Linked DNA regions of Gossypium hirsutum: region 2 is linked to region 1. A link is a contact called in public Hi-C data. All regions are on one chromosome and are shown on one strand. The core of a region is the stretch at or near the end of the contact, and the rest is flanking DNA. Distances in the headings are between cores, read along the strand shown.

What was found. Hi-C and Micro-C count contacts between places; a contact is called where the count stands out from the background.
Region 2: a contact with region 1 is called in a Hi-C map of leaf, with 3 times the contacts expected there. The contact joins two enhancer-like sites. A contact is called at or near these places in 2 of 34 Hi-C or Micro-C datasets (both in leaf).

What each region holds. Positions count from the first base shown.
Region 1 is chrD07:16,647,943-16,654,828 of Gossypium_hirsutum_v2.1, forward strand. It overlaps the pseudogene LOC121219432. Among protein-coding and RNA genes, the nearest start is that of LOC107954107, 17 kb to the left of the region's middle. Within about 2 kb of position 2,884, at least 4 of the 9 cell types and tissues checked have an H3K27ac peak or open chromatin away from gene starts, as enhancers often do. A contact at or near this core is called in leaf, where this site is marked.
Region 2 is chrD07:16,809,536-16,816,381 of Gossypium_hirsutum_v2.1, forward strand. No RefSeq gene overlaps it. Among protein-coding and RNA genes, the nearest start is that of LOC107904440, 11 kb to the right of the region's middle. Within about 2 kb of position 4,991, at least 9 of the 9 cell types and tissues checked have an H3K27ac peak or open chromatin away from gene starts, as enhancers often do. A contact at or near this core is called in leaf, where this site is marked.

The DNA.
Region 1 (6,886 bases), core at 1,634-4,133:
TCCTACATTAAAACAAACAAGCTTTCATGTTTTGGACGTAATTTTCCAGACTCGGTTGATTCATGTGATGTGATCATTTTAGAGGCTTACCTACAGAGAACTCAATGACGACAATGACAGTTAAAACAGCCCACATTGCTGAGCTGCCAAAGCCAACATATAGATGATCAAAATAGTAGAAGAGTGAGACGAGGGTGATGGCTAATCCTACTTTAAACGAATGAACAATTCTTCTAGGATCATCTTCTGCTACTTTCTTCATTTTCCCTGGAAATTCAGCCACCTTGCTTCTTATTTTCACTATCGAGTCCTTAACCAACGCCAACCGACTGTTTGCCGACCTCCCTTCTACTACTACATTGGCTTCCATTGTCAAGCCAAAGGGGAGCAATATTGATGAATGAAACTCTAAGTGGGGTCGTATATTTATAGCTGTTTATAAAGAGAGATGCATCAATCATAGTAGCGTGATATTGTAACAGAGAGACAAATGAATATAAAGGAAGGAACGCGGAGTTTGGCATCTTAGGTTGTCAATTTGAACAACCAAGTACCTGGAAAGTTCAATCACTGGCTGCCCAGCTGGAGACGTCACTGACAGGGACCTTTCCTCTCAATTAGGTACTTTCAGGGTCTTGCAACGATGATTTGCTTACACCATAGTAGTAACACAGCTGGCCAATGTTCAATAGATAAATTACACAAAGATATTCATATTATGGGCAGTGATCACTAACGCACTAGCTGCCGACTCTATTAAAGGTCCGCGTGTGCTATTTTACAACTTTCTTGGTGGTAGGAGGTAACCTGTTAGGTATTTACACGCACAGTAAGATAATGTGTGCATTTGTTTTGAATTCTTAAGACTTTATGTTCTATTTTAAATAATTTTATTTCATAATTAGATCTAAAATGTTTTATATTTATATAATTTTAATAAATTGATAACTTATATTATATAAATTTTAATATTTTTGTGGATTTATATACATATCATATCATTCCAACATAAACGTACCAGTCTTTTTTTAGATAAGCTTATAGCCTTATTTGTTATACCTATGGGGTTCAGAATTGTTAGTAGAAATAGCTAATATCTGGAGCCCTTAATATGACGTATTATATATTTTTTTATAAAATTGAAATTAATAATTTGTGAGGTTTGATATTAAACTATGATTACATAAATTATGGATCACCTTTCCAAACTTAGTGCAATTTTTCAAAAGACATTTTCAACCCACAAAATCAAGATGGTTCTGGAGCAAATCATGTATAATTATGAGTGTGGTTATTTGGTACACTAATAATGTTTTTTTTTTTGTTTTTGTTTTATAAGTAGTTTCAAAAAAATGATATATATATATTTTAATGTTTTACTATATTCACATTTGTCAACCCCTAATTTATGAAGTATAAAGATTCCACCGTTAGTGTATTAAATAATTTCCTTAATCACAAATATAGTTATAATTTTTAAGCATAATTATTTATTTGACCCTTCAATTTTACAAAAATAAAAAAAATTCATTTTAACTCTTCATTTAATTTTTCGCCTCTTTTAACCATTAAACTTGTATTGTTTGTCAATTCATCCCAAATGGATGAAAAAGTCAACGTTTGCTAACTTTCCTGATGTGGCATCCACGTGGCAATCCACATGTATGCAATTAATTATTTTTTAAAATTAAAAATATTTAAAAAATAATTTTATATAATTTCTATTTTTAAAATAATTTTTAAAAATTTTAAAAATTTTAAACTTTAAAAAATTAATTACTCACTGATGTGGCATCCGCGTGGTTCATGTGGTAATCTATGTGTATGTTACGTCAACAAAATTAAAAAATATTACATTTTCCATATATTTTGGGGTGATTGAACAAACAACGAAAATTCAAAAACTAAAAAAAATAAAATGAAAAGAAAAAATAACTTTTTTTTATAAAGTTAAAGGTTCTATTTACCTATTTTTAAATGATTTCAACATTGAAATATTGATTGTTTTTTTTAAACATGGAGTTCTTTACTTTAAGTAAATAAGAAAGTGGTTGTGGTATCACACCCATAAGTATAATAATTAAAGAGTCCAAATACGTAAGTATGGAACATGTATGATGCATAAAAAATACAAAGCAATTAAAATCATTAATATAATACATTAAACACGTATTATATATCATATATAAATTTGAAATATTTAATAATTTATGATTATGATATTTTGAAATAACATTAACTCGGGTAAAAGTATTAAGGAAATCTTGTAATTAGATGTTGTATTTTAGTCTCTACTAAATAAATTAGTCATTATACATTTCGAAATGCACAAATTAGTTCTTTATTAAAAAAATTTTTAATAGAAAGACAAAAACATGTATAGAAGATTTCCTAATACTTTTACCGACCAACTCACTTTCAAAAGAGAGCAAAGAGAGGACAAGAGTAAAAGACAATAAAAAAAAAGCCCAAAGCAAGATTCAAAACAGATGGCCACACACAAAACCATCAACAAAAATTAAGACAACAAGCTCTGCTCTCTCGTATAGCCATGGAGCTAGCCAAAAAGCCCCTTTGAGTTTCCAAGCAGAAAACAATGAAACAACAAGCATTAAGGTGGCTCAATCAACAACATGCATTACTATCTCTTAGAGAAAGTAAGCTTTGGATATCTAGAGGAACAGGGATGCTAGACTATAAACCAATGGAAACCCTTATGGATCTTAGTGTCAAGTTTGTTCCAAATCAAGGGGAGCCCCTAAAAGATCCTAATCAATATTCAAAGGTTGGTTGGGGAACTTATTTTCTAAGGATGTGTTGGGGAGTAAGGTTAATGTGCATGTGAACGGTTAACTCAGACCCAATCTAATTTGGGCCTTAAGTTGAAGTTGATAGCCATAGAATGTATGAGTTGGACTTCTTTCAACTATTTTCCTGTCGGACTAGTTAGAGGTATTTAGGGGTACTAAAATAGAATAAGAATTGAACTAATTTCAACAATATGTAAAAAGATTGAAGATAGTGAAACTGTACTTTATGTTATTCATTTTTATTTAATATTAAATTTTTATTATATATATTATAATTTAGATTAAACAAGAGTAAAAAATACTTACCAAGGGTTAGCCCAGTTCTAGCGAAGTGCGTAGAGCCAGTTGAACTGCTCGACTCCATCAACAAATATAATACTAGCTAAAATTTTGGTTTAAAATTTCTGAACAGCTTAAATGGCAATTATATTTATGAGTTGGACTCTGACAATGACTTTGATTTGGGAGCTATAATAATTTTCCTTATAAACTAGGACCAAAAAAAGTTTTTAAAGAAATGATTTACTAAGTAACAGAAGAAAGACTACAATATCATGGGTTTTAAATAGGCCTAATTCTGCTCCCACTCCCTATGCTTTGAACATTTCAAAATTTAGTCCTACTATTTTTCTCTTTACTCTTTTGGTTTAACAATTAAAATCCAATGAATAAGGCTATCAAAGAAATTCTATTAAATTAGACCATCTAACCTTTTAAAAATTAAAAAGTTGCTCAAGTGGCATATTCAAAATGTAGCACAAGTCATGTAAGGAAAAAAAACAGTAACTTTCATTTGCTTTTTTGAAATAGTGCTTACAAACTTAGATTTAACATTTTTTTAATTTTGAGCAATTTTTTTTATTTTAAAAATGTCACGTAATTTTCTTTAACATAATTTGTTTATGATATTATTAATTAGACTTCAATTATAAATTAAAAATTAATCGAATGAAATGTAAAAAAAAATTAAATGAGAGAATTAAATCTTGAAATATCATCATGAAGTAATAATAGAAGTTAAAAGTAAAAAAACAAAACCCAAAGAAAGAAAGAAAGAAAGAAAGAAAATAAACAATTCATGGAGTGCGAGTATGACCTTGTATTACACATAGGGACAATCTATGACATGTGTGGCCTTTGTAAACTGACTACTTTTTCAGAATTTGTTGGTGCAGTATCTCATCACTTTTTACTAATATTATATATATTGTCCAGACTTTGTGAAGCACCACCAAGCCTCCTAAACCATGTAGAATGCACATATGTAAATATTCCTAAAGTTCATTTGTTTAGTTAAGTATTTTTATAAGCTTTTCTAATCATTAATGGCCATAAAATAAAATATTTTGTTCTTAAAGAAGGGAGGGAGCTTGAGAAGTAGGCCAAGTAGCTTTCTAAATTCCTTTGATTAGTTTATATGGTGATAATAACTTTCTTGCTTTTCTTTTTCACATACAAGTTGCACTAGCTACAAAATTTGTATATGTATAGAGTGATAGATACCATGTATTATATATCCTTTTCAATGCATGTCAAAGAAAAAATTTTGATGAGGATAGTTCAAATTCTTTTTTAGTGAGATTTTTTTAATATATAAAAAGAAATTTCCACAAAATAGGGCATTGGTTATGAAGATTGATGAAATTTCGTATCTAATTTTTCTTTAGGGTGCTTTTGATGTTACATATTATAAATTATTGAGTAGCGAAGTATTGTTTTCCGGTATGCTTAGCCAAGCAGGACAAAGTGTTGATGTGGCCTCATTGCCTACACGCTGCTGGTTTATTTTTTAAAGCTAGAAACGTGTCTGTTTTATAAGGTATTAATATGTATCTAATCAGGTAAAAGTATTATGGAGGCTTTTATATTAGGAGTTAGATTACATTTATTTCTTTTACTACAAAAATAGATAAATTAGTCCTACCTTAGATCAAAGAGCAGATTGGTCATTTTATTAAAAATTTCATCCATTTTTACTATTAAAAATTAATTTCTATATGTAAAAAATGAAGTACACGTAGCATGCTAGGTATAATAGTTTAGTTATTTTGTTAGTCATACTCATTTTTAATAATAAAAATTGATGAAATTTTTAATAAAAATAATTAATTTACTTTTTATCTAATATGCAAGAATTAATTTATTCATTTTTTGATAAAGGAGTTTATACTCACATCTATCCTCCGATACTGCGTTTAGACCATCAGACAAAATGGCAGGAATTGCCGCCATTGACAGAGACTCTTAAGGGAATGTCATCAACGAAGCCAACGCAGTGAGGGTTAGTTGTAAATTAATCGAGAGGCATGATAATGTAGGTCTGATCAACGCCTTCAATGGAAAGTGCAACGTTTCTTGGGCTGATGCCATCATCCATGGCATTCCTTATCCGCTCTACCAAAGTCGAGTTGTGCGAGGTTTTAAATTAAGAACTGGCTTGATTTTCTTTGTCATTAATGAAATGTCTTATTCACCAAAACCAAAATCTTAAACAAGCTTTTCACCGTAGAAATTAGGGCAACAACAATAATAATAAAGAAGCTAAAAATAGTCGCAGGTTTTCAAACCCTTTGTCACACAAACCAAGATGGTTTCAATCATTTGTGAGGCTGTAAAACAAGATTACTGTATATGGGAATTATTATTGCTACCAAATGTGCTACGATCCGAAATTCCCTAAGAAACTACATTACAGGAAGTTAAAGAAGTTGGAAAATGATATATCCAAAATCGAATAGTGAAGCAGTGTAATAAAATACAAAATAAATCCATGGAATCTTAAGGCAATTGAAATTATAATTAACTTTTCAGTATCCGTGACGAATAGCTAAAAATTTTACTCCTTGAGCTCAATAAGATTTGAAGATTTGATTATATCTTCATTAGTTGAAAAAGCAACCACATTTGGAAAGAAAATGAAATTATAATAAAGAGATCACCCTTTTTATGGGACCACCAGAAAAGACTTTTGAACCACAACGACCATTATTGGGTTTGATTAATTACTTAGATTCATTAATTTAATGTGATAATTTAGGTATACCAATATAGTACTCAACAACTCATAAATTAAAAAATAATTGTTGAAAATTTAAGTTGTTTGAGTTTTAGTTCGGTTGTTTTCGATAATATTGTAATGCTAGAGGACATAGGTTCGAGCACGTTAATGATTGGGGAGAGTTTATGCGCCTAATTCTAGGCATTATATAAAAAAATATTAAATTTAAGTTATAAAAATATTTGATATATTACTTAAAAATATGGAATATAATTAGATTATTTGATAAATATAAACTATAAATCATAAAAATTTATTATACATTTTATCTTTAATTTTTTAAACAATTCATCTTATTTTAAACAAAATCAAATTTTGAATGTAGAATATTTATAAGATAATATCATCTTAAAATAAATTAAATTAATTGAAAATATTCTTTATTAAGTGATAGTGGCTTTTATCTATTTATCATTTTCCACACCTTTTTATAGAATAAATTCTATCAAATTACTTTTATTTTGGATTATCAAACTTATCTAAAACGAAATTATATAATAGAAAATATTAATTTTAAATTAATTTATTTTTTTAGCTGTTTATAAAACTAAGCGTTAATTCTTTTTTTCCCTTTTAAATGAATTTTAGTCTAATTTAGTATTGTTTTTAAAAAATATTTTTGAAAAGTGTACTCGAAAAATATAATAGAAAAGGACTTTAGAAAAGATAAAAGTGTTCATTTAAAAATGATGTTATAAATTAAAAATATATATATTTAAAAAATATTTAATTTTGTTAATATTATAATATTTCAATAAAAATATAAGAAAATAATTCATTGTATCTCATTTTGATATTTTGCTATATGAAATATAAATTTTAAATATTTTTAAGCAGTTAATATAAATTGTTTGAAAATTTTAATTTGAATATATAGACTATAGTTTAGATATTAAAATGTAACCATTAAAAATTCAAATATATCTTAGTATATAGTTGAAATAAATTTCAATAGAAAAATAATTGTATATCTAATATAAATATTTCAATAAAATGCATTAGATTATAAATGAAGGTT
Region 2 (6,846 bases), core at 3,741-6,240, 160 kb after region 1:
TCTGGAGATTGTTCTGAGTGACACTGATATAAGTGAAGTCCCATAATTCTGATGTGTACCCCTCCGTCAAGCTCTCAACTTTCTCAAGTTGCATTTTTTCTGACCACACTAAGATTACGGCATTATCTTCCATTTTATGAAGAAATTCATTCTCCATGGCAAGCTTTCCACTTAGAAATCGAACGCGAATCGACGCCTTTTATGATGCAAACATGATTAAAACAAAATAAATCAGCACATTTAAGACAAAAATTTAGAGTAATCAAGAAATCATAAACAAAATATCTACTTGGTCGACCACTAAGGGTATGGAGTAATTCTACCTAGGGTAGGCTCTTAGGCCTCATTATATGTGGTTCAGTTCTAAAGAAAGGGTACCTGAACCAGTAAATTCCCTGATCCTCACCCATTATAGGCTCATATGAACTGGGTTCAGTTCAGGGGAATACATTTCCCGATGGCTGCACGAAGATGAAAATCTCACTAAGACATAGGTACTGATATATCCCGAAAGCGATCCACTATCCTGCACGGAGGTGAAAACCTCACGAAGGACTAGGTTTTCACTCCCACTTAGAAGGGTATAACCGAACAGTTATGCAGTGTAAAATGCAGTGATTTTTTAAAAAAAAATAATCGAACCAATAAAGCAAACATATCACAATAATGCAAACCATAAAAATGCAATAAAATGATCGTAATTTTAAATCGAATTTACAATTTTCGAGAAAAAGATAGAAATTAATCAATTTGTGGCTTGACTCTCAAAACAATTCCCAGTGGAGTTACCAAGCTATCGAAACCATTATTTTTTGAAAAAAAAGGGATCGACTTAAATTTAAAAAAAAACGAAAATGGAGTCGCCACCAATCCTTTTTATTTAGGTGTGATCGGATCACCTCATAATTAAATCATTTTAATAAAAATTTAAATTTACTAAAATAATAATTTTTGGTCTTATAAAATCCAGAAAACGGGTTCAGAAGTCGGTTACGCACGAAGAAGGGTTAGCGCCCTCGACACGCCCAAAATGGGTACATTATTGATTAATTAGTGTCTTAATATCAAAAATGTGCAAAGATTTTAAAATACGATCCTTGTATTAAAACTTGTATAAATCAAATTATATGTTAAGACCCTCTCATTTCGGAGAGAGAAAATTTCACATCCAATGGGTTAAGGCATGATATTTCACATCCTCAAAAATGAACTTGTCCTTTAAAAAACTCATGCAATGAAATTTAAAAGGATATTCAATTGTTTAAGTCAGATGAAGAAATCGAAGGCCAATACGTTAGGGCACAATTTCTCAAAATCCCAGACATAGAATATTGCCTTTATTAGTTTTAGAAAAATCCTCATCTCGAGAAAACAACATGTCATATCTAATGCGTTAGGACACAACGTATCGAATTCCCGAGAATGAGATTTTTATTTATGTGTTTTGATTAAAGAATATTCTCGATTATTTAGATTCAATGAGGAAAATTGGAACCCAATACGTTAGGGCTCAATCCTCTCGAAGATCCCAAATATTAAGTATTGTGTTATTTTGGAAGACTTTTGAACAAAAATGCTTTCGATACTTAAATGATTGTAACACCCCAAACCCGGTCTAAACGTTATGACCGAATCTGGCCGTATTCGACACCGGAATAGGGTACGAGGCATTACTAGAAGACATACATTTGCATACGTATTAAACCGAGTTGCAAAATTTTATCCAAATCAAAACTTTTAAATTATTAACGTGATTTTATAATTCTTTACAACATATCCTCGAAATATTATATTCATAACAAATAGGGCTTACGAGACCCGATATTTACTCATATAATTCAAAGTTTCATTTCCATTTCATTCAATTCACAATTTCTCATGTCCACAAACCAAATCAATTTCTCAATCCAATATATATATTTCAATCATCTAAGAATATAATTCAAGTTACACGAACTTACCAGGCTAAATTGCAGAAATACCAAAATTTAGGGACATTTTGGTAATTTTCTATTTTCCTCGAATTTCCATCCAATCTTGATATAAATTAATATTTCATTCAATTTATTAATTTAAATAATAAAACAATTCATTTCATGCAATTTGGTCACTTTTTGACATTTTTACAAATTTACCCCTAAAATATTAATTTTATTCAATTTAGTCCCTGAACCTAAAACATGCAAATTAGCCATTTTTAATGAAAACTCATGCTAGTTGAATAATCAAATATTTTCCTCCTCCTCCTCTCCATTACACATCCTTAATGTATATAACATGCTTATATGTAACATTATCTATAATTTCACTATTTATTTATTTGTTCATTCAAAGCTGTTCACTTGAGTCATTGTCACAAAATTATTTATATCTTGAGATATGTAACTCTGAATTGAGATCTGTAAATTTTCTCTAAAACTAGGCTCACATATATTTTTACTAAAAAATTTTAAGAATTTTTGGTTTAACAAATAAGTATAGTTTATTCTTTAAATTCATCCATGTTCTGCTGTCTGACAGTTCCGACCATTCTTCACTAAAAATTAATTATCTCCTGGTATAGGATCCAGATGATGTTCCCATTTGTTTCTCATGAAAATAAACTCATTCAGGATTTCAAACATATAAATTTAAGCCCATAATTATTTTTCTCCAATTTTTTTATAATTTTCCAAAGTCAGAATAGGGGAACCCGAATTCATTTTAACCTTGTCTCGCATAATTTATTATATCTCATGATTTACAATTCCATTACTTACACCGTTTCTTCTATAAGAAACTAGACTTAATAAGATTTAATTCCATATTTTTTTCACTCTCTAATTAGATTTCCATAATTTATGGTGATTTTTCAAAGTTAACCTACTACTACTGTCCAAAACTATTTTAGTGCAAGATGTTGATTACTAAGTTTATAACTTCCTTATTCATTTTCTCTATAATATTTTCCATCACTTTCTCTTATTTCTCTTCACTAATATATCAAGAACATAAGACTTTATTTAAGAAAACTCTACTATAACGTCATTTCCATGCTTTTTCAATAATAACATACTTAAAAATATATTGAAATCTTGATGTTCTTACCTTGTCCTATTAATTTCAATCTTTAACTTGATTTTCTCTCTCCTCCAGCTTCTATTTCTGGAATCTAACTTGATATTCTAACTCCCCATAGTCTCCTTGTTATCTTTCTCTCTTGATGGATATGAAAATTCTTTTGATTTCTAAGTGAAAGTGGTGAATTTTTGGTGAAAGGATCAAATTGTAAAGAAAAGAAAGTTTCTTTCTTTCTTTTCTCTTCATACGTTGGATGCATGGGAAGAAGATGAAGATTCTTCATCTTTCCTTTCATATATATACTAAATAGAATAATAATAAAATAATAAAATATCATTTAAAAATCAAATTAAAATATTAATAAACTAATATTTATTTAATTAATTAATCTAAAATATCACCAACATCATCATTGCCTTCTAGATTTCTCTCTCTTCTAATTGACCATTTTTCCCTTTATAATCTTTAAAAATTCCCTCCTTGAGTCATCACCTAATTTGGTAAAATTATGATTTAGTCCCTCAAAATTCTTCACTTTTTCAATTTAGTCCTAATTCATCCATTTTCCTTAGTTTCTAGATTATTCCACCCTAAAAATATTTACACTATTGGTCATTCAACTTTTTCATATTTACACTTTAATCCATCAAATTTTGTGTATTACTCTTGGGCAACAAAACTTTTCTCACTTTTGCGATTTAATCCTTTCTTGAATTAATATGTCATAATATAATTTCCAATGTTGTCATAACTCAAAATTTTCTTTTTTGTCACTTTATTTCCTTATTTTACTATCAGGGATACCTACTTTCTTACTGTAATAATTTTCGGTGTATTACAGTAGTAATTTTCGGGATATTACAATGATATTGGACGTAACCTTTTAAACGAACCAAACACAATGAAATGACGATATACAACGAAAACTAATAATTTACAAACAAAACGTATACTGACAACAACAAATAATCAATGAACTAAGAAATTCAATATACACAATAACGATAATCATAAAAAATATTATCTAGACATTTATATTGACATCAAGATGAGATAAGTAATGTGAAAATCTGAAATAATACAAAACAATATCAAGCAAACAATACAAAAGAATTTTTTTAAATGATATAAAGGCAATTTAAAGAATATAAACTAATTTAAAAAAACAACTAGTATACAAATTAATTCAAAATAAAACAATATTTATGTATAGAACAAATTTAAATAAATTATCTATAAAATATTCAAAGTTACACATACATTATTCCACTCATATTGTGTAAATATAAAACCTAAGATATATATGTAAAGATGTTTAACAAAACAGGATATATATTATAGAAAAATATAGAATAAATAATAATAGTTTTAGAAAGAAAAACAAATAATATATAACTTGAAATTGATAATATGTAGATGAAATTTAATATAAAACCAGAATTAAAATCAATAATATGTATAAATATATATAAATAAACAATATAGTACAAATGATATATACAATTTGAAATAAATAAAATAATTTACGATAAATATACATAATTGAATTTTTTAAAACTAAATACATAAATAAAAGTATGTATTATAATTTCAAAAGAAATTATATAAGTAAATGAAGTCTAAATATATATATATATTAATTGGCAAGATTTTGTAAAGTTTTAAGCATAGATTAAAATTGGAAATAAAATTCAAATAAAATGACAATAATAGATGCACAAAAAATGTTGAGGGACCAATAGGGAAATTAACCCAGGCTTCCTAAACGCTGAGCTCAAAGGGACTAGAACAAAAGAATCCAAAACAAACTGGGCAAATTTAAAAAAATAAAGAAAACATAATTTAAAACATGAACTAAAGCAGAGGGATTAATGGCGCAAATATCCTATCTTAGACCCAAAACACGCAGATCTAGCCGCATCAAGGTCGAGTCATCGGGTATGGCCGATTCGGTATCGTTTTGAAGCCATTGAAACCGGCTTAAACAGTACCGTTTTATCATCTTCATAAAACTAAAAAACAAAATCCTAAACATGCATTTGACTGTTTTAAAATAGATTAACAAAGCCCTATTCTCCTCCGCTGTTCGACGCCTCGCCGTTTTCGATCCCTAAAATTCTTGTTCAAGCTCCGATTGCGAGAAGCGAACAGAGATTCAATCGGCACCACCCTAAAGATAAATCCCTCACCTCTTCTTTATTTCTCTTTTACAAACAACAAGTATAACAAACAAATATTGAAGAAACAGAAAAGAAAAAAGAAATCGAAAAAAAAATGAGATTTCAAATCACTTTTCAAAACTTTAATGGCTTTTTTTCTCTGGTATTTTTTTACTGATTTCGTATTGTCTCCGTGTAAAAAAATTACAAAGGTCTTTCCTTTTGTTTTATAGCCAAAATATCCGAAATAAATAAAAAAAATACAATATATGTTTTTTCTGTGCTGTTTTTTCGTCCTATTTGCAGGTACGGAGGCCAGCTGGCGGTGTACGGAGGCGGTGGCACAGCACGTGCTTGGCTGAGGCGACTGGAGGTGTGCAACGGGTGGGTCTGCTGTATAGTTTTAGGGTTTCTGTTTGGGGTTTGTCATTGGGTTTTGTTATTGGGCTTGGGATTGTGTCTGGGTAGTTCAAGTTAAAAACGATTTAGGCCATGTTGGGCCTATATATTTGGACTGTGGACTATTTAAATTTGGTTTTAATATTTGGTTTGGGCCCCGGGTAAAATGAATTATTACAATTAAAATTATTTTAAAAAAATATAAAATTATTAAGTGCATATAATTTCCAATTTCCACCGTTTCTTCTTCCCCACAGTTTCTTTCCATCGTTCACCATCATCGTCGTCGTCTCCAATTTTCTTCCCCATTGTTTCTTCCTTCCACAGTTTCTTCTTCCTCATTGTTTTTTTTTGAAAACCTCAAATTCCATCCTTGAGCTTCGACCTTCCTTGTCTCCGATTTTCTTTTCCGTTCTTCAGATGGCCTCCATTTTTCAACTGAATCTCCAGTTCATTTTCATCACTACTATCGGCCCCTATTGTCCCCTAACAAACCCATTACCCCTTAACAGTTCATTTTTATCATTGTTATCTCTAGTTCATTTTCATAAGATGGCCTCCCACCAAACCCATTGCCCCCTAACAGAACCGCCATACCCATCTACCATCACCCTCTGTCCCTATTATAACCCACTTTCTCATTGTTGAACCACCACGCCCAAAACCCCCGCAATACAATAACCCGATATTTTCTCACCATTTCTCTTCACTTATTTAAGTTCCCATCCAAGATAATAACATTTTGGTTTCCGCTTCTATCAAGGTCTTTTGAACCAGATTGATTATTCCCAACCATGAAGAAATCAACCCTCTTCTCTATTTCTCTAGCTGCTACAATTTCTTTTTGTACTTCCAATTTTTTGTTTACAAGCGAGGTAATGTCTTTTCACTTTATGATGTCCATGGTTTCTCTCTAAAAACTAGATTTCTTTTCTTTTGGAAACAAAATTGTCCAAGAAAATGATTACCAAGAATTCTTGATTTCAACGGTGATGTTCAGTTTTCTTCTTTTTATTTTGGTGTGTTTGTATTTATATAATTTTGATTCGTTGATTTGCATAATCTCAAATTGAATGTTTGATCTTTCCGATTTTTTATATTTCCCCCTCTCATGAAATCTTCAAATATTTTTACATGAAATCTCAAGTTAAATATTCAAGAAACTGTGGAAGGAAGAAACAATGGGGAAGAGGATCGGAGATGACGACGATGATGGTGAACGATGGAA